Linked DNA regions of Mus musculus: region 2 is linked to region 1. A link is a contact called in public Hi-C data. All regions are on one chromosome and are shown on one strand. Each heading gives the region's core, a stretch centred on a gene start, on an enhancer-like site or on the middle of the called end of the contact. The rest is flanking DNA. Distances are from core to core; before and after follow the strand shown. Region 1 overlaps Gm39767 (a long non-coding RNA gene). Region 2 has its middle 66 kb from the start of Gm39767.

Region 1 (5,027 bases), core at 358-2,857:
CAGAGCACTGTATCTCATAAACCTATATGAGTAGTTATATGCTGAGATTTTAACAAATTAACTATAGCACATTAGCGCATGCACCAGGGAAGCAGATCTTCACCTTTCCCTCTGGCCCACTAAGTCCAATTTCCCATACTCCTCCTTCTTAGGTAGCAGACCTTCACCTGTGTTTGTTCTGACTCTCTGTCCCTATTCTATGGCACTAACTACATCCTGGTGGAATGTTCTCCTTTACTCTCTCCTGTGGAGCTGCTCAGTCCCCCACCCCAAACCATCCCCATTTAAGTGTCAGCTCCCAATACCAGAAACACATTTCACCAGGGAAGCACAGTATCCACAGAAGAATTTCCTATCAGGCAACACACAGCCACCACACTCTCCTAAGAATAAGAGGGCAACAGAAAACAAAAGGAAAAAAATCCACCTAACAAAGAGAAGACCAAATATCAGCACCTTGAACTACAATCTTCCAAATCCTAGATACTTACAATCCAGAATGAAAACACATTCATTAGCATCTAGGATGATAAGTCTCCTTTGAAGCCCAGCAACCCCAACACAGCAGACCCTCAGTATTCCAACATAGCTTAAAAACAAGAAAAAGACCTTGAAACAGCCTTTATGAATATAATGAGGTACTTAAAGAGGGAACAAATAAACCCCTTTAAAAAATCATCTGCAACACAGCAGTGGAAGGAAATGAAAAGAACAGTTCAAGACCTGAAAGCAGAAATAGAATCAATTAAGAAACCCAACTGAGGAAAATCTGGAAATGAATAAATTTAGGAATTTGAGCAGGAAGCTCAGAGGCAAACCTCACTAGAAGAATATAAAAGATGGAAGAGAGAGTCTCAGGCATTCAAGACACAGCAGGAGAATAGAATATATTGGTAAAAGAAAATGTTTAAACTCTAAAACTCCTGGCACAAAATATCCATGAAATATTGGACACTGTGCAAAGGCCAAATCTAAGAATAATAGGCATATAGGAAGGAAAAGAAACACAAGTCTAAGGCTCAGAAAACATTTTTTTAACAAAAATCATAGAATAAAATTCTCATGATCTAAAGAAGGAGATGCCTATCAAGGTACAAGAAACATACAGAACACCAAATAGCTCAGACTAGAAAATAAACCCACGTTAGCACATAATAATCAAAGCACTAACTGTATAGAACAAAGAGAGAATATTAAAGCTCCAGGGGAAAAATGACCATGGCCCAAGAGTTACACTTGACATCTCACTGGAGACTCTGTAAGCCAGAGGGACTGGGTAGATGTTCTACAAATTCTAAGATACCACAGATGGCAGCCCAAGCTACTATACCTAGCAAAAGAAAGCTATTTTGTTTGTTTGTTTGTTTGTTTGTTTGTTTTTCTGACTTGACAGCAAAAGCCTGGCACTTTAATTGCCTCCTACTCTGAATTCTTTACACATCATACAGATTCTGCAAGGGCATCTATTGGGCTCATTTTATCTCACAGTCTGTTCTATGTAAGGTTCAAGGTGAGCAGTGGATTTTGGTAACTCCCTTGTTTCTGATCAGCAGTGGCTCTTTGTCTTGTTTTCTTTCTGTGCTACATAGAATTGACCACTTGAGTGCAGCATTGAGTTGGCTTGAACTAAACTACTGTCACCAAGCAAGCGATCTGAACTCTGAAGGAGCTGACAGACAGGAAATGAATAATTCTCCACGTACGTCACTGTCTCAAAAATGACAGTGGGCTTTGCTACAGAAATTTATTTAAAAGCAGAACACCCTTGTGTGCCCCTTGTGGGAGCTTTTGACAATAAATGACTTGTTTTTTGATAGTTTTAAGAAGAAAACTCACATAGCAAATCGGAGTCAATGCACAAGCCACAATGGAAAGCAAGATTAGCTCTGCATTTGTTCATGATATGAAAGGGCACATCTGTTCTGGTGACCAAACATTCCCTCAGTCCTTAGGGTTCAACATACCTGAAGGAAAACGTTCCGTAAGTCAGATTTTCTCAACAACAGGTTGATAGCTGTGTTTTACTTAGTCAAGCAGTTTCCTGAAATGCCCAGTGCACTGTACAGATGCTGCAGTCTCCCAAGATTCCAGCGATGGCTGCAAATAGAGGCTAAGATGGTCTACTGAGCTCAAAGCCATGCCTCTGCAGGAATCTGACAGTCAAAACCAGAGTCCTACTGCTCTGTAAAACAAAATGGAGCCTGATGTTCCAAAAGCTGGGAAAGAACCAGAACCAGCCCTGGGAAGGACATTGTTCTTCAGAACCTTAGCCTTGTCTCTACTTTTCTCCAGGATCTGAAAAATAGAGTATGTTTTAATAGTTGGTGTCTCCTGAAACTCCAATGGAAATGTGTAATGAGGGATGGGAGTTTCTCTATAATTCTAAATTCTGTTTACCTAGTCTCTGGTTTATTATAAGAGTGTTTACGACTCATTTGCTAATCCAGTAGACATCCTCTGAATATCTAGCATGTATCCAGCACAGAGGAGACAAAGATGAAAGAGAGATTGAGGCTGTGTACTAAAGAGTTCCACAGTATAGGGAAAACAAAACATACACCTGAAAATAACTATAAACGTGCTGATTTCATTCAGGCTCTGACACCATTATCCTTCTACAGATTATTATTGTGTAATAATAACTAAATTATGCTTCAGAGGGTAATCTCAGAGAACAGAGGTCTAATTTTCTGGATGAGAAAGGTGCATTCCAGGGTATAAGGGTTGTGGTCACATAGTTGGTGTAAAATCCACAAAAGGAGTTGGATCATTTCCACTGACAAGAATATCATTCCAGAATGGAGGACTGTTGCAGAGATACACTGCAGCCTGCATTTCCCTGGAAACTCTAAGTGCTCAGTGGAAACCTTTAGTAGATAGGTGTTTATTGACCTTATTTTAAGATTTCTCCTGGCTTCCTTTGTCTGGACATGTCTCACCACTACGTTCTGTACTGCTTAGTCTCTGAGATTCTTAGTGGGCCACAGAGGGCCCTGACTTTTCATTGGCACCCAGTTTCCTAAGCTTTGGTGCTGGAACTTGGTTTTGGACAGATTAGTAAACATTTGCACTAGCGTATGAGAATTCAACCCTATGTAATTTTGCTTCCTTACTATGCCCAACCAACATCATTTCCCTATCTACATTTAACAGCATTTCTCAAAAGTCAGTGGGAAAGCTGATACCTCATGCTGGACAGGTTTAACAGCAGCACTTGTCAATTTCCAGGCTATAAACACTTTCACCATGGGCGCTCTCAGGCTGCCCATGTTTCAGTGGGGAGCTGTGGGGAAAACATGCAGCAGAGAACAGCTTCACAATGGTCACTCCAGGGCAGCTTCTGCAGACTGCTGCCCGGGTGAAGAAGGAGACTCAGCAATGACCTGCACTATTCGCCCTGACAGGCACACCTTCCTGTGGTGATATGAAGAGAAACACAAGGTGTCTCTTGTGGATTCAGTTTAAAAAATTAATTAATTAATTAATTATTGGCCAGTATTTAGGCTAAGTGAAAGGCAGCATTTCACATTGTTTAGAGTAGAGAGAAAACCACAAAAATATAAAATTAGCTTGCTAAATTAAAAAGACACAAAAGAAAGGAGGCAAACAACTGTGATCACCTTGTAATTAGAATTCTGTAACACCTTCTCCCTTCCAGGCACCTTTGTGAACTTAATAGCAGAACTCCCAGGTAAGATTATTGATGGGAGTGTGGCTGAAAAACAATAGATCCCTAAAAGATTTGAACCTACAAACTCTGATCATTATATCAGGGGCTTAGAGGGGGGTTTGTTTCTCTAAAATTCATATGCATAAATCCTAAGTCCTAGCTGACATTGTTGGGAGATGGCATCTTTGTAGTCAAGTTCTTAAAAGTAGAGCCCACACAGCTGGGGCTATTGGGTCCTTATTGGGGGTGGGAGGTTGTAGTCTGGCCTTCATGTGAAGACACCTCAGGAAGACCCCACTCTGCAAGTCAGAAAGTGCAGGAGGTGCTGCCCAAATGCCCCTTCATCTTGACCTAGAACACAGAAGTGTAAGAAGTTGAATGTTTGCTGTTTAAGATGACCAGTCTTTGGTTATTTGTTATTGCAACTTGAACAAAGACTATAAGTATTGATCAAGCACCCATTTCTAGATAACTACATATTTAGAATTTCAGGGGAAAAAAAAAGACTCAAATAATATAAAAACCAAAACTAAAGTTGTTTTCTATGAAAATGATGCAGTAATGTCAATGCTCTGCTCTATTCCCTGGCCAAGAGTCTGGAGCTGTAGAGAGAGCAAGGGGAACATAGTATATTTCTGAGCAGATCAGATCCCAGGCCGAAGTAGGCTCAGCTGTTCTAGGACAAACCTTTTGCCACTGCTCAGAGGAGATTTATTCTGTAACAGAACACTGCTTTTGCCAGCCCAGCCAGAGTCAGCCCAGAAACCACAGTTCACAAACACCAGGTGTGGCCTTTCATATTAACTCAAGACCAAGGAGAGTCTTCATTTACATCCTTGCAGACTCTGCAGGGGGAGGGTGGCAGATAGTTTCAGGCAATCCCTTCTGCAATGCCATCTTTGGAGGACCAGGTCTGTACTTCAGTAACTTTCTTATGAGAGTTTCATAGCCATCAAAGAAATCATGTCTCATAGCATCCCTCAGAAGGCTCATACAAAGTCCACACACATGCTCTATGTCCATGGCCACATGATAGCTGCTACATTACTTTCTGAATAACCCAAGAAATTTGTGTTTACATTTAAATTGCATTTCTAAACAGGGCTTCCTGATTTTTGTTGTCTATATTAATAACATCAAATAGTTTGATGTAAGGAGGTTTGCTTTATCCTGCATGCCCAGTCTGTATAAGGATACTTCCATGAAAGGCAGCTAAGTTTGGGGACTGTGTAAGCATGTCTGTGTACTGGATGCTTGGTCTCTTATGTGGAAGTGTAGATGTGCTGGGGGTACCACATGGTAATTAGTCATGGAGTATCTACCTTGGGTGATAGCTAGTTTCCCTGGGGAACACATT
Region 2 (5,373 bases), core at 636-3,135, 71 kb after region 1:
AATTTTAAGTTGTTTTAAAAATAAAGTGAAAGCAGCATAGAAAATAGCTTAGAATTGAAGGTTGAACAGGAGATATTAATTCAGAGGTCAAGAGACTACATTTAGGCCAGGGCTACAGACAACCTGCCATGTGTACAGGTACCAGGCACCCAGGTCTGGAATGCATGCCAAGAATGTATGACAAAAGGACAATGTGTTTGTTTGGCTTGGAAGTAGGAATGGAGACAGATCTTAGGATGACACTAGAGATCTGATTGGTGAAATGTCCTGCTTGTATGGAATGCTGTCTTCGCATGACATATAATTGCCCTTTTGGACTCTTAGCTAGCTCTGTATATAGTTACTGACAGGCAGATTGGGCCCATTTACTTTCCCTCATGGAGTATGGACTGACTTGTGAGGCTCTGATTCTCCCAGAGGATTTATAGGCAATTAATGTTTGCTGAGTGAAAGTAAGAGCCTTTTTCTTTAGTGCTATAACCACTCTGGAATTGTTCATTCTCCTGTAAGTGACAGGGTCAGCAAGCTTGACTAGAATGGGTTTGTTTGTTTGATTGTTTTTAATGGTCTATAATTGATGTCCTGTCTGGGCATCTATCTGCCCAGGAAAAGTTTGCACAAAATTAGTCAAAAGCATGAGAAGGAAGATGTTGAGTTTTATATTCTGCATAATAGATAATGAGTACATGGGCCATATAGGATGCCAGCTCAGCTCATTTGGAAGTAAAACAGGTGCCCTAGAAATAGGGCTATGTCTGGTCACAGGGACTGGATGGGACATGGATGGATAACAAAAGAATTATAGGGCCATATATTTTCCAAGTTTATAATAAGGCTGCATATTCTTCTTAATTAACTAATCAATAAATGTGTGAATGTGTAGTGCAAGCACAAACTCATGTGTGTATACATATGTAGCATGTGCCTTAGAGGTCAGAGACAGAAGCCCTCTAATACTAAAAGAGTATCCTTCTCTACCATGTTTAACCTTCTTTTCTTGAGACAGTTTCTCTTTGAGCTGGTAGCTAGTAAGCCCTTGTGATTTTCCTGTCTTTAACCAACAGTCCTGGGGTTACAGGTGTTATTTGGTCAGAGCATATTTTTACCCCCATGCTGAGGATTTGAACTCAGGTACCTATGCTTGCACAGCTGCCACACACATATATCTTCCATGTAGAGTGGAATATTCCAGGAGCTGATTGCTTATATTATTGCTAACTGAGAAAAATAAATGGTCAGAACAGCCAGATATGTGTGTAGTTGATTTCTCTGGGTTAAGAAGAATTTAGAACTTTCTTCTTTCCCTATGAATACACAGATCTGTTTTCCTGATGTCTGCACTCACTGCATTTCCTCCTACAGAAGGGGGCAGTTTTGTACAACACAGGATACTTGTCATGCCTATACTGGTTACTATAAATAATCTGACTCTGTCTTAACTCTTGGGGTTTCTGATATTTGCATAGTTCAGTACAGGGAGCACTTTGAACTATGATGGTAACTTCCCCAGTTATAAGCAAATCTTTTACATTTTAAAATCTTCATTTTGGGGGTTCCTCAGCTTTGTTCTGGGCGACAAAAAAATCTCTCCTTTCTTATCTTTTCCCTTTGGCTTGATATTTTAATTTTTTGAAGCCTTGTGTATCTTTCTTGAGAAGAAAAACACATATTATCCCTCTTTGGGTAAAGAACAGATTTTGAATTCTGATGCTGCTGCAGAAGTATTTTTCACAAGCTTAGTAAGGGGTTGTTTGGCTTTGCTGTGCAATAGGAATCTTCAGTGGAGAGTGCTGTGAACAATGAAAACAACCAGCTATAGCCTAATAAAGCAGAAAACACTGGCCCACTCATCAGGGCCTCCACCAGCCATTTCTGAGGATGTCGGGTATGCTTTGTTAGATTCACAGCCAGAGACACACTAAGCTTGGATTCTGTTTGAATGCAGAGGGGCTGTGTCCAGGAGGCTTCCTGAGAGAGGGTGTATCTTGCTTTTTGTTTTCACAAAATAAAAATAACAGAAATGTTTCAGCCACATTCAGAGGCTGGAGAGAACCGTCCGTTCATGAATGCTAAGAGGAAATTAATATTCTGCACACGGACGGCAAGCAGTTTATTCTGAAGTTCATTCTGAGGAGGTAATGACGAGGAAAATGACAAAGAAAACTGTTACTGACCATTACTGAGCAATCACCCTGTCATATTACAGAGATAATTTAGATAAATGTGGGGTTTCGCAGTCTCCCAGGGAGACAGGCTGCTGATGTCTTTGATAATGGCAACCTACTTAAAAGCTTCTTCTGACAAATGCATCACTTTATCATGCAGATGTGAAACAGACATGCCCATGCCTGCTTGTTGGACGTAGTAACAGCATCCATGAACTTTTCCACCCATGTTGTTCAAGAAGACTGTCAATCCTTGCTCCCAAGGACACATGATGCAACGGCCTATGAAGGCTTTGCATCTACTGTGAAAGCAGTGTTTGGAAACATAAGGTAGTTAATAAATGACTGCCACACATACCATATTTTTGTCCAATTGACTTCTATTATTTTAGCAGCTTGCTAATTATACGCTGTGGAAATTTGGAGGCCGGTAACAGACTCTCTGTTCCATCTGGTCAACTCAGCTTTCCCAGAGCAGACTTGTCTCCAGCCTAACATCGGTAGGACTTTGGCGACCATATGATAAGGACAACTGTCACATGAGAATGAGTATGCTAGGTGAAAAGTGTTCCAACAAAGAAGACAAAAGTTCCTTGAGGTGTTGACATTTTTTCTCTCTCTTTTATGTTTGTGGTACTGGGAATCAAATCCAGGGTTTCCTACACACTAGAAAGTACTCTACCATTGACTTCAAACCTAGTTCCTATTTTACCTTGGAAGTCATGGAGTGCTCTCTGGCATCATCTATGCCATTTAATTTCAAGAGAAAAGTGCTCATTTAGAGCATGGATAATGGATGCATAAGTTCTGAGAATATTTTATCTTGAAGAAACATAGGTCAAAGATGATTCTGATCTATGTACATTTTTAAGCAGTCCCAAGAAATGACTCAGGTGTAGTAGTCACATGGAGTAAGGCTAGGGAAGAAAAAGAAGGGCCTATTCCTTCAAGCCAAATAGGAGACTCAAAGCTAGACAATTGCAGTGCTCTAATTAGGCAAATGGGCATAGAACTGAGTTCCATCATAGGGAACAGGGTATCAAATTTTAAGACTACTATGACAATGTCATGGATAATGAACATGAAATTCAAGTAGGATAATTATGATTACTAACAACAATTTTAAGGATTACGGACCTCATTGTGAAAATAACCAAACATATTATATTTGTTTGAGGGAAAACAGGCAGGCTCTCTTTAGCTCCTCATCTCAATGGGCAGGAAAGTAAAGAGGTACTTAGACCTGACAGTCAGACAGTGGAGAGGATTAAGTTCAAATGTTCTTCAGCAAAATTCGGTGGTGACTGGAAATAAACAAAACATTGTGTATTTTAAAGTAGCTAAAAGAAAAGATTTTTAATGTTCTCAGTGTAAAGAAAAGATTGGGGTTTCAGGTAATGAATATGCTAATTATCCTGACTTGATGGCTCTGCATCATTTCCATGTGTAGAAAAGCCACTGTGCATATCATGAGTATGTATTAAGTATCAATTAATGAAAGAGCCTAATTGTCAACTATTATTTTGCACAATTTGGTTTTTTTTTTTAATTTGCTTTTATTTTAATGTGACTAATTAATTGGTGACTTCCCAGCCTCTCACTGGTGGACTTGGAAAAGAGTAGCATTTGGTATGGTCATCCTATTGCAAGTGTAAGCTCTATAACCATAGCAAAGAAATCACATCTTGGTGACAAGTCAACCTCTGCATAAAAGAAAAGGAAAAAACTCTAAGTTAAATAAAATACAAGGAATTTCTATAATAAGTCACATTTAAAGAAGAGATCTCATTTCCACAGAAAATATGATGACATCTTTTGAGGATTTTATGAGGTTTATGAGTTTATTTTTGTGCTTTTTAATTATAAATAAGTATGTGGTATGGTTTTAGTTCAGTGAACTTAATATTGACTATACTTAGGTTGATACCATATCCTAGCCATCATGAACAGTGCTATAATAAACATAGGGTTCGGATAGCTGTTCTACATAGTGATTTTCTTCTCTTTGGATCTACACTCAGTAGTAGTATTGATAGATCTAGAGATATTTCTAGTTCTAGTTCTTTAACTCCAGATGGCTTTCTATAATGGCTCTGCTATAATAATTTACATCCCACATTTAATACCTGGGTGGCCAAATGGATACAGGAAATATGGTACATATACAAAATAGAATGTTATTCAGGCACAAAATAATGCCAACAGATGGACCAGGAGATCATTGTGTGAGGTGTTATTCTACAGGCACAGAAACATAGTGCATGATTACAACACTCGCATGTGGAAGTCAAAAGGGTTGCTTTCACTGAAGCAGAGAGTAGAATAGTATTTATCAAAGGTAGGGGAACAGGAAAAGGGGAACAGATGGTTACCTGGTATGGGATGCTGCTGGTTGGGAGAAAGATTTCTAATAATCTGTAGTGCAGTACACTTAGGTTGAGTGTACTGTCCCTTACAGCCTCATATGTTGGAACACTTGAACTGCTTGGGGAAGTCGGGCAATTGTCAGGGAGTGAAACCCAACTGCAGAAAGTGGGCTGTGTGGAGGGGGTGGTTTTGCTTAAGGGTCATGGCTTAGTGCTACTGCTGGCATCAAACTCTCTGATTCCTTTCCTACCAAGATGTAAGGGAGGCAAGGAGCCATAGCATTGTGTTTTTGCTGTTGTGGAGCCAGGGATAACTATGTATTCTCTACATGGTGGTCTGTATCTCAGTAAAACCTAAGCTGAAATAAACCACCACTCTTTTTAGTTGCTTCTTGAAAGTGCTTGATCCAAGTTCAGAGAAATTACTGGATTTCTATATCCAGTAATATAGAAAACTGGTCCTGGGAAGTAGGACCATTGCTGTTGCTGTGAGTAACCAGACTGTGTGATTCTTGGGCTTTTCGAGTGAGTTTATGGAGGGAATGTGGAAGAGTTTGGGACTGTGGGCCAGAGGAGACCAGTCTATTTTGATGGAAGTTTGGAAGACCAGAATGCCAGTAAGAGTAGAGAAAGGGGCTGTGTTAATGCAGTTTTAGAGAGGACCATAGTTTCAGGAATTGGGCTAGAGATCATTTCTGGCAAAGAATAAGGCTTCATTTGCTATTGAACTGTGCCCTGAGAACTTGAGTGCACCTAAAGTCAAAAGTCGAAGGTCAAAGGGACAGACTTAGTTAATTAATAGAGAATATTTTTTCAGGGCAGCAAAATATCCAGGCTGCGAT

The links. Hi-C and Micro-C count contacts between places; a contact is called where the count stands out from the background.
Region 2: a contact with region 1 is called in a Hi-C map of the N1E-115 cell line, with 5 times the contacts expected there. The contact joins two enhancer-like sites. A contact is called at or near these places in 1 of 15 datasets of contacts at CTCF or cohesin (CD8 T cells), 7 of 484 Hi-C or Micro-C datasets (the G1E-ER4 cell line, the N1E-115 cell line, cerebral cortex and 2 more) and 1 of 115 datasets of contacts at active chromatin or transcription factors (stem cell-derived epiblast-like cells).

What each region holds. Positions count from the first base shown.
Region 1 is chr2:21,956,939-21,961,965 of GRCm38.p6, forward strand. It overlaps Gm39767 (a long non-coding RNA gene), which reads right to left. Exons shown (of 6, transcript XR_866004.1): 2 at 1,965-2,182. Among named protein-coding and RNA genes, the nearest start is that of Gm39767, 4.7 kb to the right of the region's middle. Within about 2 kb of position 1,608, at least 68 of the 459 cell types and tissues checked have an H3K27ac peak or open chromatin away from gene starts, as enhancers often do. A contact at or near this core is called in the N1E-115 cell line, where this site is marked.
Region 2 is chr2:22,027,361-22,032,733 of GRCm38.p6, forward strand. No RefSeq gene overlaps it. Among named protein-coding and RNA genes, the nearest start is that of Gm39767, 66 kb to the left of the region's middle. Within about 2 kb of position 1,886, at least 34 of the 459 cell types and tissues checked have an H3K27ac peak or open chromatin away from gene starts, as enhancers often do. A contact at or near this core is called in the N1E-115 cell line, where this site is marked.